2 separate regions of the Ovis aries genome follow, and region 2 is linked to region 1. Evidence: chromatin contacts called from public Hi-C data. All regions are on one chromosome and are shown on one strand. The core of a region is the stretch at or near the end of the contact, and the rest is flanking DNA. Distances in the headings are between cores, read along the strand shown.

Evidence for each region. A called contact is a pair of places that touch in the nucleus more often than the background predicts.
Region 2: a contact with region 1 is called in a Hi-C map of omental adipose tissue, with 5 times the contacts expected there. The contact joins two enhancer-like sites. A contact is called at or near these places in 10 of 16 Hi-C or Micro-C datasets (blood, liver, mesenteric adipose tissue and 5 more).

What each region holds. Positions count from the first base shown.
Region 1 is chr16:22,558,630-22,563,310 of ARS-UI_Ramb_v3.0, reverse strand. The region is part of intron 1 of MAP3K1 (mitogen-activated protein kinase kinase kinase 1); the gene reads left to right. Among named protein-coding and RNA genes, the nearest start is that of MAP3K1, 37 kb to the left of the region's middle. Within about 2 kb of position 2,625, at least 11 of the 54 cell types and tissues checked have an H3K27ac peak or open chromatin away from gene starts, as enhancers often do.
Region 2 is chr16:23,132,508-23,137,352 of ARS-UI_Ramb_v3.0, reverse strand. All of the region lies in intron 5 of LOC132657948 (a long non-coding RNA gene), which reads left to right. Among named protein-coding and RNA genes, the nearest start is that of ANKRD55, 30 kb to the left of the region's middle. Within about 2 kb of position 2,677, at least 10 of the 54 cell types and tissues checked have an H3K27ac peak or open chromatin away from gene starts, as enhancers often do.

The DNA.
Region 1 (4,681 bases), core at 1,376-3,875:
TTAGGAGTAATAACCAGCTATGCTAACTCCAGATCATTGATTGTTTATCAAGCCCATGGTGTCAGTTCCTCTGGGTGCTTTGTGGCAGCAGAGTGTGGCCCAGGGAAAGGACCTGCCCTTGAAGACCTGGCACTTTGCGTGTCTAGGTTGGCATAGGTCAACTAGAGAGTGAGTATTTGCAGTGTGATTACCCACTAATTTTTTGGTTTAATTTTGGTTAATTTCATACAACTTATACTGTGCTGTGCTTAGTTGCTCAGTTGTGTCTGACTCTTTGTGACCCCGTGAATTGTAACCCGTCAGGCTCCTCTGTCCATGGCAATTTTCCAGGCAAGAATACTGGAATGGGTTGCCAGGCAGTCCTCCAGGGGATCTTCCCGACCCAGGGATTGAACCCAGGTCTCCCATATTGCAGGCAGATTCTTTACCATCTGAGCCACCAGGGAAGCCCACTTTTCAAAATCCTGTAATTTTTGGTGGAGAATAATTATAATCTTAAAACTCAGATGGGGTAATATGTTATTAGAAACAAATCCTTGATACCAGATAGATTGTATAAGACAATTCAGAATAATTTTTAAGTGTGAATCAATCAAAATAACTAAGGTGGTATTAAACTGCTTATATTATAATCATTGTTGATAATTAGCTATTTGTTGTCTTTGTTATTTAACCCCCATATTATTCCACCCTTGATGAGTTAACCAAAACATGAGCTTTTTGAGGGTGAAATTCTGTGCCTGTATCCTTCAAAGGACTAACTGGGAAGGTTTGCAGACAATACTACAAATAGTTTTTGTCCCCTGATAAAGGTTTCTGGTAGAAATTCAGTGTATTATAAGACTGATTATACTGTGGACATGCTTATATCAAGAAATCAACAGTCCTTTATTGTACTAAAGTCAGCATATTTACTCTGCACTGAGGGAAAAAGAAAGTTACTTGCTTCTTTAGTTCTCAGAGCCAAATGCTCCTGAGCACAACCTGAAGTGAAATCTTATGGGGCCTAGTATTCATAATGTGAGCCACTTTTATGTATTATGTTATAAATGTTGCATTACATAAAGATGGAAGGGTTACTCTTACCAATGATTTTATTTAGTCCTCCTTGCTCAGAAGAGGGAAAAGGCCAGTAGTTGCCATTGACCATATATCTCTGGAGAAATTATCTTAAGGGAAAATAGGGTTGTTTTACCACTAAGACAGATTTTTTGGGCCTCAGATCTAGGTCTCCAAATTTTAAGTACTTGTGAAATACTAAGTTTCCTTTTGCCTGGAAGTCATTCACATCTGAATTTAAATCCTGTGTTTTCTGCATACAGACTTTATTACCTTGGACACATAATGCAATCTCCTGGTTGGTTGGTTGGTTGGTTTTTAATCTGCCATGGGATAGTAAGAGTCTCACCATTGGGACTTCCGTGGTCGACCAGTGGTTAGGACTCTGCTTCCGCTGCAGGTGGCGCAGGGTTGATCCCTGGTCAAGAACTAGGATCCCACAAGCCCCATGACGCAGCCAACGATAGGGCGTCCCATTCTCAGGAGAGTTGACGGAAGTGACCTGCATGGAGCTGTTGGCACAGTGCTCTGTCCATGGTAAGGGGCTGTTGGCCTCTGTCTTTGCAGCCTTGATGCATCGCCACACTTTTCCTTGTTCTTACCAAAGTCTCCTTCTCTTGCTTTTTTCTGGCAATTTATATTTTAAGGATCCCAAAGTGGTCTGGTTTTGTTTTGGGAGATAGTTGGCTCTTTGCTCTCTCTCTTTTCGGTAACAAAGCTTATGGGTTTTAGTATGTGAATTACTGCTGCTAAGAGAACTTCACAGGTAGGCATCAACTGGGTGGCTCTGAATTGTGCCTGTCCCAAATAATTCAGTGTATTTTCCAGGATTCTTTGAGATTGCCTAGACACTGATAGTGGAGAAGGAAATGGCAACCCACTCCAGTGTCCTTGCCTGAAGAATCCCAGGGACGAGGAAGCCTGGTAGGCTGCCGTCTGTGGGGTCACACAGAGTTGGACACGACTGAAGCGACTTAGCAGCAGCAGCAGCAGCAGACACTGATAGAACTGAGATTCGCTCTAAATAAAGTTATCCATAATCTAAACTGTTCTGGAAATCTTTATGTGTACTAAGGTTAAACCTCATTAATTTCCAGAAAGGTTTCATATCAGTGTAGTCATTGTTACTGTTACAGTGAAGTACTCCACTAATTTATACAATTAATGTGCTCCTTTAATGCTTATAATGAAAGTCAGCATTTAAAAAACTTGTTTAAGCCCTTTGAGTCCTCAAGCAAGTATCGGCATAGACTTCTGATGATGACTTGTTATAAAAACAGAACCAGATTTGACAGTGACCTGCCAGGACAATGAAGAGCACAGGCTTCAGAGTCAGATTGACTGGGATTTGGGCCTGTTTGAGTGTCTTCTGTGTTGAATTAGTGTTTTCATCGGCTCTTTGGAGTTGCAGGGGAGAGAGATCAGGGGAGAGACACCATTAGGGGTGGTTTCAGTGCACAGCGAGGGACCCGGGAAGTTCCTCCCCTGCAGCGGGTACACTCGGCCTTTGGCGAACATGGTGACTCACCCCCCCAGGGAGACACGGAAGTGGCTTCAGTTGACTGACAGCAGGGATGGGGGAGCCAGGTGCAACACTTACGTTTACTTTCATTGCTCCTTGCCCTCGCCCTGTCTCTAACCACATCTTCCTTCTAACTAATTTCTTTCTCTTCTCCCTTGTTTCTGTCTCCTTGCTCCTAGTTACTGCTTTGCTATTTTTGTCTATTTGGATGCCATTCTTCCCACAGTGGTACTCTCCAGGTGTCTTGTATTCAAACTCCCATAGAGAGAAGGTCTGGTTCAGATGTACGGCACCATCCAGTGCAGAGGGTCTTTGGATCAGGGCACGTTCCTGCACCAGCCAACTGTGAACTGCAAGATGGGTTTAGATGTGTAAAGCATGGTGCCCCGCGTGTCAGAGACCACTGGGAAAGGAAGGTGGCTATGACTGGGCAGGCCCTCTGGCATTATGTCAGGTGCCTTTGTGGCCTGTCCAGGACATTTGGCACTGATGAAAGAAGAGTGAATAAGATGTGGTAACCCGTCCCGGAGGAGCTCCCAGTGTGATGAGGGAAGCAGGTACTTAAAAACTAGAGTTTATCCTATATGATAATTAATACTATTGATAGCATCCTGGGAGGGAATGGCTAACTGCTGTAGAATGGTGGTAGGAAATTCTTTACTGAAGACATATGAGACTTCAAAAGGTATATTCCTATCAGGAAATAAATCCTCAAAGGCAGAGAGACATGAAATATCTTGGTGTGCTTAAGCAAAGGGTGTTTTAGTGCCATGAGAAGAGGCCAGTGGCTGGCATGTAAGAGCTTCCAGGAAGAGGGTCTCGTATATGATACGAAGGAATATTAGAGCATTAGAACCAGGAAAACTCATCTCCCAAAAGACAAGAGAAGGGAGAACTACAGGAGTGACGTCTAATCAACAATGGCTGGCTCCAGATCAATGGAGGACTGAGTGGCTTCATTGAGAAGGGGCAAGTGAAGCATCTCGTTTTTTTAAATATTGGCAGGTAAATTCTGTAGGTCTAGAAAGAGACTAAACTATATAAACCTAACCTCAGGGGAGAAGGTTTTTTGCAGCTCTAGGTCAGTTACAGATTCATTCAAAAAAAGTAAGAAACCTCATGTTTTTTAAATAAATATGAAAGGAGGAAAAAACTTAATCTGTAGCAACGTTAATCTGTTTAGTTCGTGTTTAAAAAAACACTTTCCTGTTATAACTATAAAAGATGATGAATCTCAAAAATACTGGAGTGGGTTGCCGTTCCCTGCTCCAGGGCCTCTTCCCAATCCAGGAATCAAACCTGGGTCTCCTGCATTGCAGGCAGATTCTTTACCATCTGAGCCACCAGGGAAGCCCTATATATATGCACACATATCTGGTAAAAAGAAAAACCCTGTTTATGTCTGATCTGTGACGATTATAACAAAACAATAAATATGCAAGAAAAACTTGTTTTTCTTCCCAGTTTGGTTTTTGTTTCAGAGATAAATGAAGCTGAGTAGGTATGATTCCCCCCCCTCCCCCCGCCCCAGCTGGCAAGTGGAATAGAATTTACTCTATTTTTCATTGAATTTAAGATTCCATTGGTTGTAAATTGTATCATTATTTTGCATACCATGGAGAAATTTTTAAAACCCTTCCATTTATAACAGCAGTTTTATTTAAAAAGGCATTCAGATTTCAGAGGTATTAAATGTGAGGCACAGGCATGAGAAAGTTGAGCTAAGAGATCTTGTAGACAGAGTGCCTGAAGAACTATGGACGACAGTTCGTGACATTGTACAGGAGACAGGGATCAAGACCACCCCCAAGAAAAAGAAAGGCAAAATGGTTGTCTGAGGAAGCCTTACAAATAGCTGATAAAAGAAGAGAAGCTAAAAGCAAAGGAGAAAAGGAAAGATATACCCATTTGAATGCAGAGTTCCAAAGAATAGCAAGAAGAGATAAGAAAGCCTTCGTCAGTGATCAGTGCAATAAAATAGAGGAAAACAATAGAATGGGAAAGACTAAAGATTCCTTCAAGAAAATTAGAGATACCAAGGGAACATTGCATGCAAAGATGGGCTCAATAAAGGACAGAAGTGGTATGGACTTAACAGAA
Region 2 (4,845 bases), core at 1,428-3,927, 570 kb before region 1:
TTGATCTCCCCGCTTAGAACTCCCGCGGCTCTTATGAGGCAGTACTGATCACTGAGTATGTAAAGACATGGTCTTCGGAGGTGTTCATTCTGGAATCATATCCTAATGAGAATAGTAATAGTCCATAAAGCTGTTTGGAAGATTTAATGAGATAATGTATATAAAGTGTTCAGCACAATACCTGCAACAGAGTAAACACTCCACACGCAGTGGTTATTATGATTGTCATTATTATCACTAGTTTACTTGATATTTCTTTACTGCTTTTTTTGGATTATGTCTCCTCCTCCACCTAGGAATACAGTCAGCTTCTTGTATTTAGGGACCATATTTTATGTTTCTCTGTGGCCCTGGTATTGCCTGTGCTTTCTCCGAACAAGAGAGTGTGCCACAACTTTTATCACTCAGGCTTACTTGATGTTAAGAAGTAAAAGTAATCCTCAAGTTAACTTTTAGCAAAGCTACATAGAGACTGGTTGAAGATGTTGTTGCTGCATGCCAAAAATCTCTACAGAGTTTTCACACTATAATAGTATTATAATAAATTATAATATACATTTATTATAATAATGCAATAAATTATAATATTATTATTATTTCTGACTAGACACTGGCCATTCAAAATTCACACACAGTAGTCTGTATGACTGAAATATTTATTTTGAGTCAAAAGATTACTTTCTACACAATTTCACACTATCTGTAGGATAGGGAAGGAGCGAAAAAAGGAGAGAAATATGACAAGTGGAAGCTCAGCTGGTAAAGAATCCGTCTGCAATGCGGGAGACCTGAGTTTGAGCCCTGGGTTGGGAAGATCCCCTGGAGGAGGGTGTGGCCACCCACTCCAGTTTTGGGTTTCCCTGGTAATTTAGCTGGTAAAGGATTTGCCTGCAATGCAGGAGACCCCGGTTTGAATCCTGGGTAGGGAAGATCCCCTGGAAAAGGGATAGACTACACACTCCAGTAGTCTTGGGCTTCCCTGGTGGCTCAGACAGTAAAGAATCCACCTGCAATGCAGGAGACCTAGGTTTGATCCCTGGGTTCGATCCCTGGGTCAGGAAAATCCCCTGGAGGAGGGCATGGCAACCCACTCCAATATTCTTGCTTGGAGAATCCCCATGGACAGAAGAGTCTGGCAGGCTACAGTCCATGGGGTTGAAAAGAGTTGGACATGACTAAGTACACAACAAAATGATACCGATGAAGAATAGGATATTTGCACAGTTTACCAAGAGAGCATCATGAGATTGAGTTGAATGTCTTCTTTCCCCACACCAGCTCTGGGGTGTTGTGACGTGAGTGATGAATATGGCCTAGGTCCAGGATACAACTGCTTTTCTCCTCTAGTTTTCATGATTCTCCAAAGCAGCACTAAACTGCTTTCTCTTTCCCTGCCCAGAATGGATGTGGTTGCAAAGCCCTTCTCAGTCCCAAATAGAGATGATTGTACCTGGGTCCCAGGAGACTCAGCTCTATTTCTCAAGCCTGTTGTATCTGTGCTGGGAAGCCCTAGGGTGAAATGTCACTTCTCTAGAGAGTTAGGAATCTTTCTCCACAACCAAGTGGCCTGATCTCACACTGGCTCTGAGCCTTACCCTGGGGTCCCTCTGCTGGCTGTGAGAAATAAGAGCAGAAAGCAGTTCTTTGAACTAAGAAACCCTGAATTTTGTTTTTGAATGTAATACATAGACAAGAATGTTCCTGTTGGGTGGGGGCAATAGTCCTTGAGTTACGATATAAAATGGGGAGAGAAAACTAAGCTAGCAATAGCAAGACAAGTTTCCCTCCACAAAGAGGATTAATGATTAGATTCAGGTCTCAATCCAAAAACAAAAATTAATTTACTACAGAGCACTGAAAGATATCTCCTTTGAAGAGTACCTGTGGTGCGCAACTGTAGTTTATTTTCAGTGAACGGCAAGGTTAGAAATCAGTGGGGATTGCTCAGTCTGTGCAGGTAAACCCACTGGAAGGCCTGCTCCTCACCTATAAGCACTTTGCCCTTCCCTCAGCTTGCCCAGTCTAGTCTAATCCATGAGTCCGATTACCAAGGTACCAGGGTGAGAGGTACCATAGAAATACCAAAGTGAAAGGATGGGATCAGACACTTGAGCATGCTCAGTAGGTGGAACATCCTGACTATGGACTGGGCTTTGTGGCCCACTGTCCTCGGATTTTGTTGACTGCCCTGACTTTCTTACAGAGAGTTAGGGCTTGGCCTCTGCTGCTTTGTTGCTGGTTCTTTTGCTCTGTCAGAAGGACCACAAGAAAGCATGGGCTCAGGTGCATACCCAGAATAGGTCATGGAAAGGCGTCTTAGAAACAAAGGCGCAAGGCCTGGTGTCTGTCACTCAAAGGTCCAGAAGGAGAGAAATCAAAACCAACCACACAGGTAACCTCTAATCTTCTCTTGGTTCATTTTCTGATCAAGTGAAATGAAATCCATATACAATATAAAGTCAGTAGAAATACCTATCATGCCAGTGTAGAAGGAGATGAAGAGGTTTAAAAATGTAAGGAATGCCATTAAGAAACAGATGGCACCAGGTAGGAAATGATGGCTATAGAACAAAAACAGAGTTAGCAAGGCACCCATGAGGAGGAATCCTTTGCAGATAGGAACTGGGCAGTGCTCTAAAGGGGCCTTGACCAGCCCAGAGATGCAACACACTTAGCAGCCAGCAGGGGACAGAGGTGCTCTATGTCTTAAAGCTCAGGCTGGGTGTACGGTTGGGCACCTTTAACCCCAAGACCTACAAATCCTGCTGAAACTCCCCTGGAGTTCAAACTTCTCTCCAGGAAGAGCAGCACCGTGAAAGCAGGAGGTGGCTGATCTCAGGCGCTTTACCATAAAGGTTGGCTTTGACATCAAGAAATTTGCTGATTTTATATCTTCTTGCATTTGCTCTCTTCCCATCCCACTTGCTTCCAACAAGAACCTCTCTGCTGGTTTGGGATAAAGGGCAGTCAGCTCTTTCAAAGTGAAGCCTATGGATACTCTGAAGCAAGGACTCTAGTCTAGTTTGTCCCCTAATTTGTCCCTCTTGCTCCTCCCTCTCCCTTTTGGTAACCATGTTTATTTCCTATGTCTGTGAGCCTATTCCTGCTTATTTGTATTATTTTTGAGATTCCACATATATATATTTTAGATATCAGATAGTACATATATACATATATATGAAAGTGAAAGTTGCTCAGTCATGTCCGACTCTGTGATACCATAGACCATAGCCCACCAGGCTCTTCTGTCCATGGAATTCTCCAGGCAAGAATACTGGAGTGGGTAGCCATTCCCTTCTCCAGGGGCTCTTCCCAACCCAGGGATGGGACCCAGGTCTCCCACATTGCAGGAGGATTCTTCACCGTTTGAACCAGGGTAGGGCATGTATAACCCACTCCAGTGTTCTTGCCTGGAGAATCCCAGGGACGGAGGAGCCTGGTGGGCTGCCGTCTATGGGGTCACGCAGAGTCGGACACGACTGAAGCGACTTAGCAGCAGGGCATGTATATATATATACATATACATATATATATACACACACACATACATACATACATATGTGTGTGTGTGCGCTTGCATGGCAAGTCGCTTAGTCATGTGTAACTCTTTGTGACCCTGTAGGCTGTAGCCTGCCAGGTTTTCTGTCCACAGGATTCTCCAGGCAAGAATACGGAGTGGGTTGCCATGCCCTCCTCCAGGGGCTCTTCTGACCCAGGGATTTAACCTGTGTCTCCTGCATTGCAGGCAAGTTCTTTACCACTAGTGCCACCTAGGATCCCAATGTATATATGTCCCAATGTATATATGTCTGAATCACTTTGCTTTACACCAGAAACTAACATTTTAAATCAACTGTATGTCCATAAAGAAAAAAAAGCAGGGAACAAGGAAGATTGAGGAAGCAAGTCAATATAATGAGGTAATGAGAGCTAGGTAGCCAGGTTTCTCACTAACAGAAGGGAATATGAATATAGAGAGAAAGCTGGAAAAGGCCATGTGGTGTAGGATTAAGACTGGAAGTTTCCCTGGTGACTCAAAGAGCCCACCTGTAATGCGGGAGACCCGGCTTCAGTCCCTGGGTTGGGAAGATCCCCTGGAGAAGGAAATGGCTACCTACTCCAGTATTCTTGCCTGGAGAATTCCATGGACAGAGGATCCTGGTGGGCTACAGTCCATGGGGTCAAAAAGAGTTGGACATGACTGAGTGACTAACACTTTCACTCAGTATGGGGAGTCAGATGCAAAAATAAATACTGATGTACATTTCTGCGTATGTATGCACATCTATATCTTAACAAGTATGCATATACATAAATATAAATATTTCCTAGTGAAAGTGAAAGTCGCTCAGTCATGTCCGCCTCTTTGCGACCCATGGAATTCTCCAGGCCAGCATACTGGAGTGGGCAGCCTTTCCCTGGGTTGAGATCTTCCCAGCCCAGGAATTGAACCCAAGTTTCCTGCATTGCAGGCAAATTCTTTACCAGCTGAGCCACAGAGAAGCTCATATAGTTCCTAGCTCTGTCCCTGATTGAGCTTGGAAATACTAAAATCCCAGTAATGATGAGGCTACCTAGGGCCCAGATCTTGATTTCTGGACACCATTCTCTAATAAAAGGACACAGGGTTCTCTGGAGAAATGGTTGATTCCAAGGATGAAATAGGAAAAATATAAGGCAAATTTAGTATATCTCATTATTCTAGATGATAAGCAAGTAATCAGAGTGATGGATACATGTCCAAAGGACATAGAAGATAACTCAAAGGGATGCATCTGGTCCAGACTGGATGAGTTGAGAGTCAAAGAAATCATAATATCAAATTATAGCCCACTGACTACCATA